2 separate regions of the Mus musculus genome follow, and region 2 is linked to region 1. The links are chromatin contacts, called in public HiChIP or PLAC-seq maps. All regions are on one chromosome and are shown on one strand. The core of a region is the stretch at or near the end of the contact, and the rest is flanking DNA. Distances in the headings are between cores, read along the strand shown.

Region 1 (5,150 bases), core at 40-2,539:
TGAGAGAATCCTGGTCATTAAAGAGGTAGATTGTAATGAAGAAGTGTTTTGACGACAGGCTTCTAAAATCATTTCAATACGCATTCCCCAGGGTGACATGATTGAGAATCACACAAATTAACTGATCTTGTCAGTAATTATTTCTTCTACCAGTTTAAAGCCATTTTGGACTTCAAACTCTGCATATGTAAGACCTATGTAGCAGCTTTATTTTTATTTAGTATGAAAACATTCCAACATATGCAAGAGTAGAGAATAGTGTACAGGCCACTTCTGTTCTCCAGAGCTTTGGTGATCCTGCAACTAAATGTGTTTTAACTCAGTGTCTTCTGCTGATATTTGAAGCATAGCTCAGTAAATACTTCAGTCTATTTCTCTAAAATTTGAGATCACTGTCATATCAATAACAACAATAAAAAGGTAAACACATCATATAAAATAAACACCTAGGGCAGGCAGTGGTGACACAGGCCTTTAATCCTAGCACTTAGAAAACATGCAGGAGGATCTCCATCAAGTTCGAGGCCAGCCTGGTCTATAGTTCGAGTGGCAGGACAGCCAGGGCTATACAGAGAAACTGTCTCAAAAAACAAACAAAGCAAGCAAGAAAGCAAGCAAACATAACCTTGTTGCCCCACATCTTAAATATTTTCAACTATCTCATGTCTTTTAAAATATTTGTTCAAATCAAAACCCAGCAAAGCGCCACATATCATATTTAATTAAAGATGCTGGGGATGGAGAGATGTGTTAGTGTTTAAGAGCACAGATTGTTCATCAACAGGATTCAACTCAATTCCCAGCACCCCCATAACTGTTCTGGTTACAGGAAATCTGACACCATTTTCTGACTACTGTGTGTTACCAGGCAAGCAAGTAGTACATAGACATGCATGCAGGGAAAACACCCATAAATGTAAAATGAATCTCCTTCCCTTCCCCTGTCCCTCTTCTGGTTGCCATGGCTACTATACTATAAACATTCTATCTATGCTCATCTACATCTATACATCATCTAAACACAAAAACTGTAAGATGCTAGGTGTAGTGCACACCTTTTATCTCAGCACTTGGGAGGCAGAGGCAGGCAGGTCTCTGAGTTTGAGTTACAGGACAGCCAGGGTTCACAGAGAAACCAAGTCTCGGAAAACAAACAAACAAACAAACAAACAAACAAGCAAGCATGAGACAGTCACAGTGCCAAGTGTTTCACTTTATCCTGATGCCCTGAGAGTCTCTGAATTACAGGAAGTTACTCAATGACTAATAGGTCCTATATGCCCAGTCACTGTCAACAACTGCCATCATAGTTCTGGGTCTGAGTGTCTCTATATCATGGGTAAGGCAGATCAGAAGTCTCAGTCTCAATATTAGTTTTAGCAAAAGTTTGGTGTGTGTCCATGTTCAACAAAATGTTAGTCAAGATATTACACTACTCAAAAGCCACTCGAGGGGAATGTTCTCTGTGTTGGCAAATAAAACACAATATGGAGAGTGAACCTACATTGGGTCTCCGGATCGTATGTGTTTGCAGGCTGTCTGTATTACAGACTCACAAGCTTCATTCAAAGCTCGATCAATGCGGTAGTCTGCACCAGGGTCAGTCTCCTGAATCAGTGTCTGAAGCTGGATTGAGGGAAAAAAAGGTAGTTTAGGCACAGAGAAGAGCAATGTCACCCAGCAGATGCTCAGTCCAACCATCATAACACAACCCAAACAAACATCTACAGATGTTACTAGCTATGTTGGAAAACACTGTTGTAACATTTTCCAATTTTTTTCTCCATTTTCCACTTGCCCTGGGTTTTCTGTTGAAGTCATTGTGGAACTTGAAGATTTACTTGGTCATCTGCAAAACAAGTCTGAAAAACATGGCTATGCAAGTTCACTCCAAAGGAAGCCAGAGTTGAAACAAGTAAAAGAAAAGACATCTCAATTAGAGAACAATTTGATCCTAAAAAGGCTGTAAATGTTGCTGCAATGACATCGGTGTCATAACAAGCATACTATGTTTTATTAAGGTAGATGTGAGAGATTTCAATTAACTCATAGCTGGAATTAGAAAACAAGACTGTGCTGGACAGTGGTAGCTCACAACTTAAATCCCAGCACTCTGGAGGCAGCAGCAGGAAGATTTCTGAGTTCAAAGGCCAACCTGATCTACAGAGGAGTTCCAGCCAGGGCGGGTACACCGAGAAATCCTATCCTAAAAAGCAGACTGACAGACTCAAGAACAAAAACGAGAAAAGAAAAGAATGCTTACAAGTTATTACCTTTTACCTACTATATTTATACCACAAGCATTAGCACAGAATGCTTGCTGTAAAATACCTAAGAATAAAAGTGCACTCTTCCCATCTACTTGCACTTGGCCCATCCCTTACTGGAGATAAAGGCAGGAAACAGGGGCCTCAGAGTGGAGGACTGAAGAGACTATGGATCAGAAGACCAAGTGCAAGTCCTGGTCTGTTCTGTGCTACCTGAGCTGTGAGAGTTGGACAGTCTCATGTGCCACTGAGTTTTTTACTCCCTCCCTCTTTTTTATTTTTATTTTTATTTTATGTGTACAAGTGTTTTGCCCACATGTATGTCTGTCTAACCTGTGCACATACAGTGCCTGTGGAGGCCAGCAGAAGGCATCAGGTTCCTTGGGACTGGAGCTACAGATGTTTTTAGTTATATGAGAATGCTGGGAACTCAACTCAGACTCTCTGGTAGAGCCACCAGTACGAATTTTAACCCCAGAACCATCTCTCCAGCTCCAAATTTTAGTTCTTTCAATTACAGATTTTAAGAAATGGCCAAGTGTGGTGATGTATGTCTTTAATCACAGCACTCAGGACGTAGAGACAGGTGAGTTCAAGGCCAGCCTGGTTTAGAGTTCCAAGACAGCTACACAGTGATATTGTATCCGAGAACGGATAGACAGACAGATGTTGATACCACATGAAACAAAGTAAGGTCAACTGCAAAGCATTTTATAGATAGAAGATCACTATTACCACAGATGGGTAGCAGATGGGGCTGTGGAGTGGGAATCTTAAATAGAGAAAGAAAAATAGAAATTACAACCCTTACTGTTTTAATTTCTTTTCTTTTTTTTTTCTCCATCCTTAAGAATTAGATACTTCAGCACGGGAGGTGGGGGCATGGGTGGGGGGGAAGAGGAGGGGAATGTGCCTTTAATCCCAGCACTCAGGAGGCAAGGCTGTTGAATCACTGAGTTCCAGGTTAGCCTGGTCTACAGAGTGAGTTTTGGGACAGCCTGAGCCACACAGAGAAACCCCGTTTTAACAAATAAACAAACAAACAAACACGTTTAGACATGCTCTGTGTCACTGGTTTACCCTTTCTTGGAGCCTTTTCTGATCTGTACACATCTGACCTGGGATCCCACAATGGTTCATAACAAAGCTCTGGCCCCTTTACATACATACAGATTTTAGATAAAATAAAGATCCCAATTCTATTATCCTAGAAAAAAATCATTAAGAGAGAAATATAGGGAAAATGTCAATATTCTGGGATAGAAAGTATTTCTATAAATTATTGTTGGTAATTTGGAAAAGCTAAAGAATATTATAGCTTGCTGGTAGAAAAATAACTTTGTGAGCAAATTTTGACACCGGATGACCAAGATCAAGATAGTAATATCTTTTTTCTAGTATCCCATGGCATCTAGTAGGCTAATAATTCAAGGAATTATTGCCATTCTAGAATTCAGTGTAGGGAGTGAGGAAAATATGCAATTGGAATACAAACTGAGCCAGGTGCAATGATGAAGGAACCCCTTTAATCTGAGGCTTTGGGAGGTAGAGGCAATTGGATCTCGGTGAATTCGAGGTTAGCTTGATCTACATAGCAAGTTCTAGGATAGTCAGGGCTACATAAAGAGACCCTATCTCAAAACAAAAACAAAAACAAAAACAAAAAAAAAAAAAAAAGGAAAAATAGACTATAAACTGATGTTATGATTGTATATACATTCTGGCCCCTGATATTAACAAAAAAACCCCGAGCAAAGCTCCGGAGAGACTTGGTCTGGAGAATGCATTATGCAGCCATCCTTGATGTGAGAAGCATAGGCTAGTCATAGCCCTGTCGTAACTGTGGTAAATCTGGAGGAGTGGACACTCATTAGGATAATAATTATCCACATACTTTACAGTTCAGCACTTGCTGATAACCATTACCAGTTCATTAAATTAATCTAGAGACAGATGTTGAAGTCTGTTGTGTCAAGGAATAAAACTTTCAAAGTAAAAAGAAACCCACCCAAATTGCTCAAAGATATTCTTCAGTTTGACTAAGGCTAGATAATATAGAAGACAAAGGACGACTCTATCCTTCTGGAAAAATTGCCTTTAGTTTTTGTGAGAAAAGGCTTTTAAAAAATAGAATCCATACAATAAAAATGAAGTGCTTCCTTCCTAAGCAGTCTTAATGCAGTCAAAACCACACAGTTCACTATTTGTGCTTGCCCTCTGGGTTTGGAAAGCACTTTCTTCTTCTGGGCACAAAGGGTGGTGTAGGCGGAACTTATTTATCTTTGAAGCTGAGTCACTAGTTCTTTTAACGAAGCTAACTTTCCAAAAACCTCATAGTGAACTATGTGCCTCAAAACAGAGTTGAGTCCAGTCTATTTTTTTCCTGAACATTTTTACAATAGGTGTAAGCTTACTATAGATAGATTCCTTTTTTCCTATCCTCCTTCCACAACCTTACTAGATGGAATTAAGGATGAAAAGCAAACACAGCAGAGGCCGTCTCCTGATTCATCCTGGACTGCAGCCAGGCATATTCACTGGCACAAAGGGCACCCGGGGCAACTGCCAACAAACAGGACTGCAGAGGAGCACAGCACACTCATCCTCACAGTCTCACTGCAGCCTCCAGAGCAGCCCTCCAGCTGATTCTGCTGTTTGAGAGAAGAGGCTGCACTGGTCTTCCCATCCCAGCACCGACATGCACAATGTAACTGCTGTTAGTATCTACTTTGGGTCATGGTTAACAAAACCTGACTCCATATCTAAAGCTCATGTAAACTTGTATTTCAGACTATAAAATTGTTATAGACTGTACAAAAAAAAATTTTTTAAAGATTTATTTCTTTATTTATTAAGTACACTGCAGCTGTCTTCAGAAACCCC
Region 2 (5,005 bases), core at 1,056-3,555, 160 kb after region 1:
GTATTAAGCCAGGAATACCAGAGGGAAGGGTGTGTTAGCCGCTAGGGGAAGTTTAAAAATGCCCAGCCTGTGAATTAGTCAAGGCATATCAAAATTAGCTGTCACACGCTTGTGTGTGTGTGTGTGTGTGTGTGTGTGTGTGTGTGTGTGTGTCTTTTGTCTTTTTTTCCACAAATCCAGAGAGCTCTTGGGCTGAGCATGTGCGCGTCCTCCAAGAGCCAAAGCGGTTTAACTAATTCACCACTACACGCCACCACTGCCTAGCTAGATTTGCTAATTTTTATTTTATGTGTACGAGTGTTCTGCCTATATGTGTATCTGTGCATCGCATGCATGTAGAGCCAGGGCGTCAGATCTTCCGGAAGTACAGTTGTCATGTGCATACTGGGAATCAAACCTCTGGAAGAGCAACCAGTTTTCTTAACTGCTGAGCCATGTCCCCAACCCTCAAAATACTCAAAGCCATAGCAAGCTTCTCAATGGCCAGTGAAACAGCTAGGTTAAGAATTATCTTGGAAAAATATTAAAGCAACAGAGGAAGAGTTATCTTGGGGGCTAGATGAGATATCTCAGTAGTTAAGAGCACTTGCTGCTCATAGGACTTGAATCAGTGTCTAGCACCTATGCTGGTCAGCTCACAACTGCCTATAACTTAAGACTCCAGGGGCTCTGAGCCTTACTCTACCCTCCATAAGTACCCATACACATGTGGCACACACACACACACACACACACACACACTCATGAAAGAAAGGAATAAATCCATTTACAGATCAGATCACAACATGGAGAAAATAACTCCCTGAAATTCCAATCTGCCTTTAAAACATAAGTAAAAAAGTAAAACCAAGGACTGGAGAGATGGCTCAGCGGTTAAGAGCACTGATTGCCCTTCTGGAGGGCCCGAGTTCAATTCCCAGAAACCACACGGTGGCTCACATCCATCTGTAATGGGATCTGATGCCCTCTTCTGGTGTGTCTGAGGATAGCAACAGTGTACTCACATAAAACAAATTAAATAAATCTAAATCTTACCAAAAAAAAAAAAAAAAAAGTGAAAAAGCAGCCAAACTGAAATCAAGCATGTGAGTAATTAGTTTTCCTTGTCCCCAGGATTCCTGGGCAGGAGGCACAGGCATTAATGTCAGAGTACTCTTTAATGGCTGAGCCATCTCTCTAGCCTGTCAGGACGCTCTTAGAGAAAAATCAATGGATCTCGGGGCCCAGCCATTCCCAGATGGTGAGCCCAAGTCGTCAAGGCTCTTTCTTGGATGTCTGAGAGCAAAGGAGAAAAATCTGGAAGCACTACTAAATATATTAATTACTCATATCCTCCCCCCCCCCCCCAGCCTGGACTATACAGTGAGTTCCAGGCCAGCCAGAGCTACACAGTGAGATCCTGTTTCGATAAACAAATAAATAAATAGTCTAAAAAAAATCAGATGCCCTTTAAAAAAAAAACTTTACGTTAGATTATTCGTGAAATGGGCCCCAGAAAAGGAAGAGGGCGTTCATAGTTAAGAACTGGAATCCCGCTGAGTAATGGTGGAGCATACATGCCCTTAGTCTCAGCACTTGGCAATCAAGAGGCAGGCAGATCTCTGAGATCATGTCCGGCCTGGTCTACGGAACAAGTTCCAAGTTCCAGTGCAGCCTGAGCCACCCAGAGAAACCCTGTCCTGAGTCCCCGCTTCCCCCACCCCTACCCCAAACCCCCGTAATCGTCTGTGCTGGAAATTAATTGTCCTACTGACTACCCATCTACTCTACGACTTGGGCACCTCGGGGCGGGTCCCCAGTCCCCACCTTTTGCCTTTCCTCGAATGCCATTCCTCGATCTCCATCCTCCTTGGGCAAAAAAAGGTCAGCAGAGATCTCAGCAGAATAACAGCCCAATTTAGTTAGGGAATCGAAACCAACTCACCCTAAGTTCCAGGAAGTCCAATCTGTGATTCTGGGATTCTCCTGCTTCCTCCTGCCGCGCTACAGCTCACTGGATTCTACGTGATCTCCGAGGGGCGCTCGTCCGGTCTATCCTGCGCTCAGTTCCTGTAGGATCATCAGTCTCCCGCCGCTCCCGGACCGCGGTCTTCTGCCTCGTTGACAATGCACGCCAGGTCGGAGCAGGTCCCCGGTGTCCTGAGTCCCCTCCCTTGGTGCAACCTTAAAGCTCTCGCCTCTCGGAGGAACTCCGCACCAGCCGCGGTTCCCGCCTAAAGTCAAATTTGGGCCAACGCAGCAATGCTCCAGCAGAGTCCTCAAAACCAACCTGTCCGACAGCTATTTCTGTCCAGAGTTCTGCTCCGGAAGCCGCGGCCAGTTTGACACGCCTTCCCCCGGCTTTCTACTCCTACTGGAGATATGCCAGCTTCCCACACCCGCTCTCTGGACAGCTCCCAGTTGAAGCCCCTAGTTGGCTGATTCTTTCCCCAAATCCATTAAATAGTTACTCTTCCCAGGTTCTCTGTTTGAGGTCTTGAATTTGGGGGTTGAGAAAATAAGGTTGCAGAGAGCCCTGATAGCCAGTGTAAGGGATAGCCTGGAACTTCAGCATAATTAAAAAAAAAAAAAAAGAAAGAAAAAGAAAAAGAAAACGAAAGTGAGGCGGATGTCCTGAGTCATTTTCCTCTCTCGAGGCAAAAGGCCTTGTCCTCTGACTTCAACGTGTGCACTGGCCCTGGCACGCAAACGCATGCATACCACACCGGTAAATACATAAAAATGGAGGTAACCCGTAGAAGTGCTGAGGCGGTTCCTTTAGCTGCTTTGTGTTGAATAATCCTGGGGCAGGGGATGGAGAGTAATGGAGGAAGTTTAAGGGAGTGTGAAGTTACCCAAGTAGGGGTCAGTTCCTTTTTTTCCCCTTCTAAGGTCATCTCCAAACTTTGTTATTTTTCAAGATGAGTTTATTATTTGTCAGTTATACCCCCAGTTAGCTAGTATAAGAAATAACCTTTCATTAGCTAGTTGGTGGTGGCACAGACCTTGAGTCCCAGCACTCAGGATCTCTGTGAGTTCGAGGCCAACCTAGTTTACAAATCCAGTTCCAAGAGCGCTAAAGCTCTACACACACACACACACACACACACACACACACACACACTCAGATATATGTTGAGATATATATCTCAAAAATAAAACTAAAACAAAATTTAAAAAGAGGAAGGAAAGAAAGAAGAAAATGCCGTTGGCTGACTCATGCTATATAGCTGGGAAAGAATAGAAATAAATTGTATGGGGAGACATTTTACTTTGAGGCAACATAGTTCAGGGATGTCTGGGGGGCTTAGTTTACCTGTTTTCTCACTTCTTTTCTTTATTAAAGATTTATTTATTTTATATTATGTGAGTACACTGTCATTGTCTTCAGACATACCAGAAGAGGGCATCAGAACCCATTACAGATGGTTGTGAGCCACCATGTGGTTGCTGGGACTTGAACTCATAACCTGTGGAAGAGCAGTCAGTGCTCTTAACCACTGAGCCATTGCACCTGCTCCATTTTCTCTCTCTCTCTTTTTTTTTTTTTTTTGCCCTTTCTCCCCACAGACATTCCCCACAAGATCTCATGTAGCCCAGGCTGGCATGGAATTCACTGTGTAGCCAAGAGTGTTCTTAGACTGTTGGTCCTCCAGCCTCCCCTCCTTCATCCTGGGATAACAGAAGTGCACCACCACACTTCTTTTCTGTGGTGCTGTGGATTGAACCCAGGATTCTGTGTTTGCTAGGCAAGTTCCCTATCACCGAGCCAGCCCCCTCTTTGTTTTGTGACAATGTCTCTCTAAGTTACCTGAGGAGGTCTTGAACTTTTGTGATCCCTGCTTTCTTAGCCTCCCATGTGGCTGGAATAACAGACTCGGGCCATCAGGCCCACTTTGTAATTGTTCTCCCTTGTCAGTTGTCTTAGGTCTAGAGATTTATGTATGTGCCTGCCTTAGTTAGGGTTTTACTGCTGTGAACAGGCACCATGACCAAGGCAACTGTTATAAAGACATTTAAGTGGGGCTGGCTTACAGGTTCAGAGGTTCAGTCCATTATTATCAAGGCTGGAACATGGCATCATGCAGGCAGGCATGGTGCAGGAGGAAATGAGAGTTCTACATCTTCATCTGAAGGCTGTTAGCAGAGTACTGACTTCCTAGCAGCTAGGACTAGGGTATTATAGCCCACTCCCACTGTGACACACCTACTCCAACAAGGCTACCACTCCTAATAGTGCCACTCCCTGGCCTAAGCATTTACAAACCATCACAGAGATGATATATTGTGAGTCAACTCTCCTGGCAAAGGCAGAGGAGGGAAAATCTGGGAAATGTGTGACTCCAGGGCCAGCGAGATGGCTCAGCAGGTAAAAGTGCATGCCTCTAAGTGAGAGTTCACCTGGGACTCACACAGTGAACGAAAGGAGAGAGAAAAAAATGTCCTGCAAGGTGCCCTCTGACCATACTCTCACCATGGACATATGCTTACACACATGCACAAATTAACGACAAAGAAAGATGTAGTCTTCATAGAAACTTACTAGATTCATGGGGTAGTCAGCCAGATTCCATGGGGGAGAGGTCAGCACTTGAAGTTCTAGGTCAGAAGGCAGCCTCCACTCTGCTCAAGGCCATGGTCAGAAGAAGTGGGTAATTGTGTGAACTCTCACCAGTCAACCATAACAGTAGCAGAACTGGGCTCACTGACCTGCTAGAGCTGGAAGCATCCGGTGTGAAAGCTTTTGTAGTGGATTTACTAGCATCCCACCATCAATGTGCACGAGACCCATTTTCTCTGAATCCTCGCCAGAGCCTTGTTCTCTTGCTGTTGTTTTTTCATTATTAAAAGCTATTTAAATAGTGTGTGGATATCTCAAAGTGACTTTAATTGGCATTTTCTTGTTGACCAATGATGCTAAATATCTTTCATGGGTTCTTTGCCATAAGTAATTGCTTCTTTGATGAATGTCTGTATCTTCTGTTATTTTTTATTGACAAATCTTGAGAGTATATGTATTACAAAT

The links. HiChIP or PLAC-seq counts read pairs in DNA pulled down with a chosen protein or histone mark.
Region 2: an H3K4me3 HiChIP or PLAC-seq map of bone marrow-derived macrophages shows a contact between it and region 1, with 3 times the contacts expected there. The contact joins the promoter of Mlkl here to the enhancer-like site in region 1. A contact is called at or near these places in 8 of 39 promoter capture datasets (the 3T3-L1 cell line, the HPC-7 cell line, cranial neural crest and 3 more), 2 of 115 datasets of contacts at active chromatin or transcription factors (bone marrow-derived macrophages and embryonic stem cells) and 2 of 9 other capture datasets (adipose tissue and pancreatic islet).

Annotation. Positions count from the first base shown.
Region 1 is chr8:111,181,027-111,186,176 of GRCm38.p6, forward strand. It overlaps Glg1 (golgi apparatus protein 1), which reads right to left. Exons shown (of 26, transcript NM_009149.3): 9 at 1,505-1,626; 10 at 1-10. Among named protein-coding and RNA genes, the nearest start is that of 9430091E24Rik, 38 kb to the left of the region's middle. Within about 2 kb of position 1,290, at least 6 of the 459 cell types and tissues checked have an H3K27ac peak or open chromatin away from gene starts, as enhancers often do. A contact at or near this core is called in bone marrow-derived macrophages, where this site is marked.
Region 2 is chr8:111,335,900-111,340,904 of GRCm38.p6, forward strand. It overlaps Mlkl (mixed lineage kinase domain-like), which reads right to left and starts at 2,306. Exons shown (of 11, transcript NM_029005.3): 1 at 1,925-2,306.